Regions from separate parts of the Gossypium hirsutum genome. Here region 1 is linked to region 2. The links are chromatin contacts, called in public Hi-C maps. All regions are on one chromosome and are shown on one strand. Each heading gives the region's core, a stretch centred on a gene start, on an enhancer-like site or on the middle of the called end of the contact. The rest is flanking DNA. Distances are from core to core; before and after follow the strand shown. Region 1 holds the start of LOC107920746 (eukaryotic translation initiation factor NCBP). Region 2 has its middle 71 kb from the start of LOC121224954.

Region 1 (3,380 bases), core at 543-3,042, 340 kb after region 2:
GCAGAGTCCTGAGATAATAACAATTTTATGAAACCACAAAGGACTCATGTTAAATAAAATGTTCAAGATTTGATAGCAGTTATATAATATTATATATATATAAAGTGGCACTGGCAGTTTGAAGGTGAGGCCTTCGATAATTACCTCCCATAGTGGACGGATTCCCTCCTTGAATAAATGCAAATCTGTTGGGCTTGGCAAAGTAGAAGGACGGGCCAAGTGGCAATAACAGACCCAAAAACCTTCAACCTAAAAAGAAATATTTATACCAAGGTGAGAATATTTACAATCAAACACAGTTAGCTTTTTAAAAAGAACTTACAGTACTGAAATCCACAATTTTCTTTATATTGTCCTCATAGGCTGTTTGGGTTCGAACTCCAGGTGTCCGACGAGTGTACCAGAAGACAAACTTGTGCTGTAAAAAATGTGAGAACCAAATAAGGGGACTAATAAGCAACCAATTTGGCACTTGAATAGTTATATATATGTCAGACCAAGAAAATGAAGAGCCAAGAACATCATAAAAATTGAAGCCTAAGTTAGTTGGATACAGCTCATTTAGATCATGAAACATGAACTACAACATAAAAGGTAGCACAGTGCGGAGATCATACTTTCCCTTAACTTGAAGTGAATTCATTTTACCTTAGTTAATTAGGACTAATTATAGAATGTGTAGAAACTGAGTTGGATACAATACTTTGCTAAGGTAGTACCATGGTGGGCTATCTACACCATGAAAAGAGATTCATTTCAAGGTTTATTTTCATTTGTTACCATGGTGTTCTTTCACATTTTGATCAGAATTTGGATTGTCTAGTTCAATAAGATATCCATAGGTGTTCAAGTGAATTCAGGTAAACTAATGCATCGCCACGATAGTATTGGAGAACTCATTTGTCTCTTCTAAGTCGAAGCATGCACTTCTGCAACCACATTATGAACTTAAAAGTTAAGTGCTGCAAAAGCTCCGGGATGCTTTAATATATATATATAATAATCAACTAATCACTTCCTAGACTACCTCTCCAAACTAATCAGGAAAAACAAACAAAAGAGAAAACAGTGTTTCTATTACATAAATTCTTTCACTGAATCGTCAAGTGTCTCAATTGAGTAAATCATTCCAAATGTTAATAACTTCAAAAAGGAATCAATATTTCAATATGAATACGTGAAAATTGAAATGAGAAACAATTATTCAGCAAAATGAAATAAATTTCCGAAAACAAAATTTCTTGTTTTAAAAAGACCAGTGAAATATTATATCTTTAAAATGTTAAAAAAAAAGTTATCTGAATCGAAATAAAATGCCATAGTCCGTCATTAAACCTAAAAATTTCAAAAGCGATATTTTGAAATTGTAAACAGATCTATCCACAAGCAAAACATTACACATATATTCACATAAATTAATTTTTTTCAAAAAGAAAAGAAAAATCATGAGAAATAAAAATACCTTGAGAGGATGCAAACCGGCTTTGAGGTCACGGGCTCGGCGTTCTTCAGCTTCTTTACTCGTATTATTGCCATCAGAATCTGTCAAATCGTTGTTGATATTATCATTGTTGTTCAAATCTTTGCTGCTGTTATTGCTCTCTCCTTCCCTTTTCTCCGTAATTTCCATTTTCGATTCTTTTTCCCCTCTCTCTGCAGAAGCCCTAACGTTTTTTTTTTCCCATGTTCGTTCTTTTTAATGGGGAATGGGAAAGGAAAGGAGATGAAACGGTGCGTTGCGCATTGATGTTTTTGTCTGCGTCCTGTTTGGTACGTAGGTTGGTTGGCCTTGTTATTTGGTTTCTTCTTCCTTTTAGGTACAAATAAAGTATTCTAAAACATAATTTATCCAATGCCAACCACTTGGTTTTTACTTAGGTTATAAAAAAAATTACAAAAATAAAATAGGTTGTAGATTATTTACGGGCTAATTTTTAGATATATGCTTTAGTTTTTTTAATTTATTGTTCTACGTTATTTTTGGAGAGAGAAAAGAAAATGCGTCCTACAAGATGTGTTTTTACTGATGTGGGAAAGAGAATAAAAACGTACCCTATAGGACACATTTTCACTTTGGTAAATTTTTTTTCTTACGGTTGGAAATTATAAATTTGTAGATTTATTTTTGCCCATGTTTGAGATAGAAATTGTTATAATTTTAAGGAATATTTTCATTTATAGTGGTGTCATGGAGCTGAGTGATCCACAAATTTCATCTACCATGTGAGTAAGAGCCATCACTCAAGAAGTCAGATCGTGTTGCAACTCAAAGTCCCAGTTGACGGTGATTATATGGTCTCGAATTGAATTGTAACTATGGCTTCAAGTTTACAAAAGTTATGTTGTCAAGGGATGAAGCATAAATGAAACCCCGATTAGTAGTGGTTATGTAGACAGGGGTAAAACCAAAAAAAAATTTTAGGGTGCCAAAATTAAATTATAATTTTTCCGATAGCAAAAATGCAATTTCATTATTTTAATAACCTATATCTTTATAATTTTTAAAGGATTAAATCAAATTTTTATATTTTTAAGGGGCAAAGTGCAATTTTACATTTACTAATTTAAAATTTTAAAAATATTAAAGGGCCTAAATGGGAAATTTTCCATTTTAGGAGGGTTGGGGCCCTTGCTAGCCCCTTAGTTTTGCCCCTGTATGCAAGCACGACAACGATTTTTTCCTCGTTAGAAGAGGATGTTTTATAAAACCTAAACAGAAGTACGAGGAAGAAAAACACAATAGCGTTTTAGTATAATAAGATAATGCATCTTATCCATCACCACCGAAAGCGGTGACCCCATTATTATAACCTGTGACAGAATTGGGGTGCAATAGGTTATACTAACAAGGTTACTGCTTTCGGACAGACAACATGAATTATTTAATTATATTGGAAGACCCCTTGCGTGTTCCTTCCTTACACTTCCGTATGAGTTTTATAAAACATGCTCCTATGACGAGGAGAAACTTGTTGTCCTGCCTACATAACCACCATCAACTAGGGCCCCAGTTATGTTCTATCCTTTGACAGCATAATCTTTGTAAACTTGAAATCTTATTTACACTTCAACCCCAGACGATATAATCACTGCCAACTTGGACCTTGAGTTGCAAAGTGATCCCAACTTCTCAAGTCATGGCTATATACTCACATGGAAAGTAAAATTTATAAGTTATCGAGCTCCACGACATCATCGTGAATCCAAACACAACTTAAAACTATAATTATGTCTCCCCTAAAATAAAAGAGAAATAAATCTTTAAACTAGGAAATTTCAACACGCAAGAAAAAGAAAAAAAATAATTTAAACGAAACTATAATTTCGTTCATACGTTGTTGTCTAAGAAAAGGTAATTTGTTAAATTACATGTAGGTTTA
Region 2 (3,202 bases), core at 170-2,669:
CAAGAGAACACCAGAGAATCGAATTCATCATCCCTTTGTTCATCACTGAGATCTTCAATGAGTTTGCAATCCTCCACTTCAAGATTCCTATCTCCTACAGTATCCGTCAAAACATGATGATCATCCAATGCCTTCACCATACTCAACAGGCCTTCACTTCCTAGAATCTCCTCCTGGATTTCCCTCTTCTTCTCCACCAACGAATCATTCAATGATCCCTCTACCTCATCAATCACCCCATTCTCACAATGAATATCCCTAGAATCCAAATCGTCATCCACCAACAGCTTATAACGAACTGAACCATCATCTTCCTCGACTTCACCAACCTCATTATAGACCAAATTAACTTTCTCCTCAGCATTCTTGACTATACCCCACCTCTCCCCTACATGTCTTTCTTCAACAAAATCATCACCACCAACATTTCTCTCCACAACAGTATTGTCCTCAGTAGCCCTGGTTTTCAATTCTGGAACATCATGGCTAGCTTTCTCTTCTTCCTTTTCATTGATTTCAGGTATGTATGGTGACCCAAAACTCAATAGTGTACCAAGTAAAACAGCAGTGCAGACCAAAACAGGAGATGCAGTAACCAAAGCAGAAAATAACAAAGGAAATGAGGTATACAAAAGCATCAAAAAGCAAACCAACCCAAAAAAAAATGGATGATTCCAAACTGATCTATAACATATTTTAACTGATATCACCATTAATTTCCTAACTCTAACTCCAAATTCCAATCTTTGAGTTCCCATCTCTCACTATAATGATAAACTTTTTATCTCGTAACTTCCAAACTGTTAAGAAAAAAAAAGAACCAGTTCACAAAAAAAAAAAACAATTGGATCCAAAAGAAACAAATATATTATAAAATTTATGAATGAACTCACCTTAGAGATAGAATTAAATGAAAGACAGAGCAATCAAATTAAGATCAACCCAATAGCTAAAGAGCAACAATTAAGAGTTCTCCAGTGATGAAACTGACAAATAAACAAAAAAAAATCAAAATAAAATTTTAAACAGAGCTGAATCACGTAAAATTGAAAGTTTCAAGCAAGAGATAAAAACTCAACAATACCTGGGAAAACCCAGAAACCCCGAGGATTTTAATACTTGGGAAATTGAAACTGAAGGCAACTCTGAAAAGGCTTAAATACAAAGAAATCAGTAATTAAATTTCAGCTCTGTTTTTATTCTCTATATTTATTTTTTGCTTACTTATTAAAACAGCTATGAAGTAGTGATGGTGTCGTTTTCTCTCTCTCTCTCTCTCTCTCACATTTGTTTATTCAGTAGTTTTGCAGATAATAGAAAAGAAATGTGAGGTGGCACAAAAAGAAGATCAAGAAAGTGAGTGATCGAAAACGGAAAGGAAAGACGGTTCCTACTTCCTAATATCATTATTACTACGTGTATATGTGGGTTATGTAAGGCATGTTATCTAAAATTTATTTAATAATTATTATAGGTGCTAGTAGAGAATTTATACATGCACCTGAAATTCTATTCTATTTAAAATAAAACATAATAAATAATGAAATATATTATTTAAAATTAATTAATAATATACATGATATTAAAATAAAAAAATTAAATTAAATTATAAATAAATTAAAATTTAAACATATAAATATATTATATTAAGATTATTAAATGAATTCGATTAAAAATATATAACCAAATTGAAATCAAGTCTTGGTTGCGTGGTAAATAAGTATGGATATAAATCCCATCATATGCATATTTTTTTTGTCCTTTTTTAATTAAAAATATTAAAATACACTCCAATAATATAACTTGGGTTAAATATAGAAGGTCATTTTTTAAATTTCTCTAATCGAGTTGGTGTTGGGTTGACTCGTGACACCAACTCAATTACAGATTTTATTAATAGTATAGATACAATTTATGGATGTAATAAAGCGTGGGTCAAATTTTGTTATTAGAACTTGTACTTTGTGTAAATTGTGGATTTAGTACCTGTACTTTAATTTAATCAATTTTAGTCCTTATACTTTTCGAATTTTAAAATTTAGTCCTGACGTAATGGTAATAGTTAAATCTATTTTGTTAAATTATTCCATTAGTCTTGTATTATACGCAAAGTTATAAATTTAGTCCACGTTCACCAATTAGATCATTCTTAGCGGTTATATGTTTTGAATTTTAAAATTTTAGTATTAATGCAAACGATAATCGCTAAATCTATTAATTGATTTTTTTGTGAGAATATGTAAACAAAAAAAAAATAGCATTACACATGTGATAATATGTTTGACACATCAAATTTTAAAAATAACAGAACTTAACTTTATGGATTTAATAATTATCATATAGTTAGGACTAAAATTTTCAAATCTAAAAGTATAAGAACTGAAAATAACCAAACTAAAGTATAAGTATTAAATCCACAACTTGAGCAAAGTATAGGATCTAATATTAGAATTTGACCTAAAGTGCGCATAATAAAAGTAAAATGTATTAAAATATTAAAATCAAACTTTGGTTAAGTGATTAATTTAAAATTTTGCTAACTTAGTTGGCATGGGTTCAAATCTCATCATATGCATATTTTTATTATTTTTTTAAAATAAAAAGAATAAAGTGTCCTAAAATAATATAATTTATTTTAAATGTATAGGGATATTATGGTAATTTTCTTGAGTTGGGATCCAGTTGATAGGTGACACCAACTCACTATAAGGCTTTATAAATAGTAAATATAGATAGGGGTAAATGTTCGATCAAATCAAATCGAATGAAATTTTTTTGAGTTAATCGAGTTGACGAATTCTATTTTATCATCCTAACTCGATTTGAAAATTTCTCGAATCGATTCGAGTGAGATGAAATTCAAATCGAATATATTTGTTCGAGTTAAATTAAAAAAATAATTTTGGGTCCTTATAATCACTGTCACCCACAATAATCAAATTTGTTATTAACTTTCATCCCCTCATAATTTATTTATTAATTTTTTATATATGAGTTAGCTTCTTTGCTTGCTTAGTTGGTTCAATTATCTTCTGATCCTTGTCAAAATGTATTTTGAAATTAAAAAATATATTAAATGTAAAAAATGAGATTTTTAATAAAAATTATCTTAAAGATAAAATGTGAAATTGATACCAACATAAAATTTTAACACAAATATTTAATGGCATCATCAACAATTCAATTTTAACAAAAATTTATA

The links. Hi-C and Micro-C count contacts between places; a contact is called where the count stands out from the background.
Region 1: a Hi-C map of leaf shows a contact between it and region 2, with 1.9 times the contacts expected there. The contact joins the promoter of LOC107920746 here to the enhancer-like site in region 2. A contact is called at or near these places in 4 of 34 Hi-C or Micro-C datasets (hypocotyl and leaf).

Annotation. Positions count from the first base shown.
Region 1 is chrD13:33,806,133-33,809,512 of Gossypium_hirsutum_v2.1, forward strand. LOC107920746 (eukaryotic translation initiation factor NCBP) reads right to left here and starts at 1,793. Exons shown (of 5, transcript XM_016850591.2): 1 at 1,463-1,793; 2 at 323-418; 3 at 145-249; 4 at 1-8. The coding sequence starts at 1,630. It also overlaps the pseudogene LOC121224955.
Region 2 is chrD13:33,461,747-33,464,948 of Gossypium_hirsutum_v2.1, forward strand. It overlaps the pseudogene LOC107902344. Among protein-coding and RNA genes, the nearest start is that of LOC121224954, 71 kb to the left of the region's middle. Within about 2 kb of position 1,420, at least 6 of the 9 cell types and tissues checked have an H3K27ac peak or open chromatin away from gene starts, as enhancers often do. A contact at or near this core is called in hypocotyl and leaf, where this site is marked.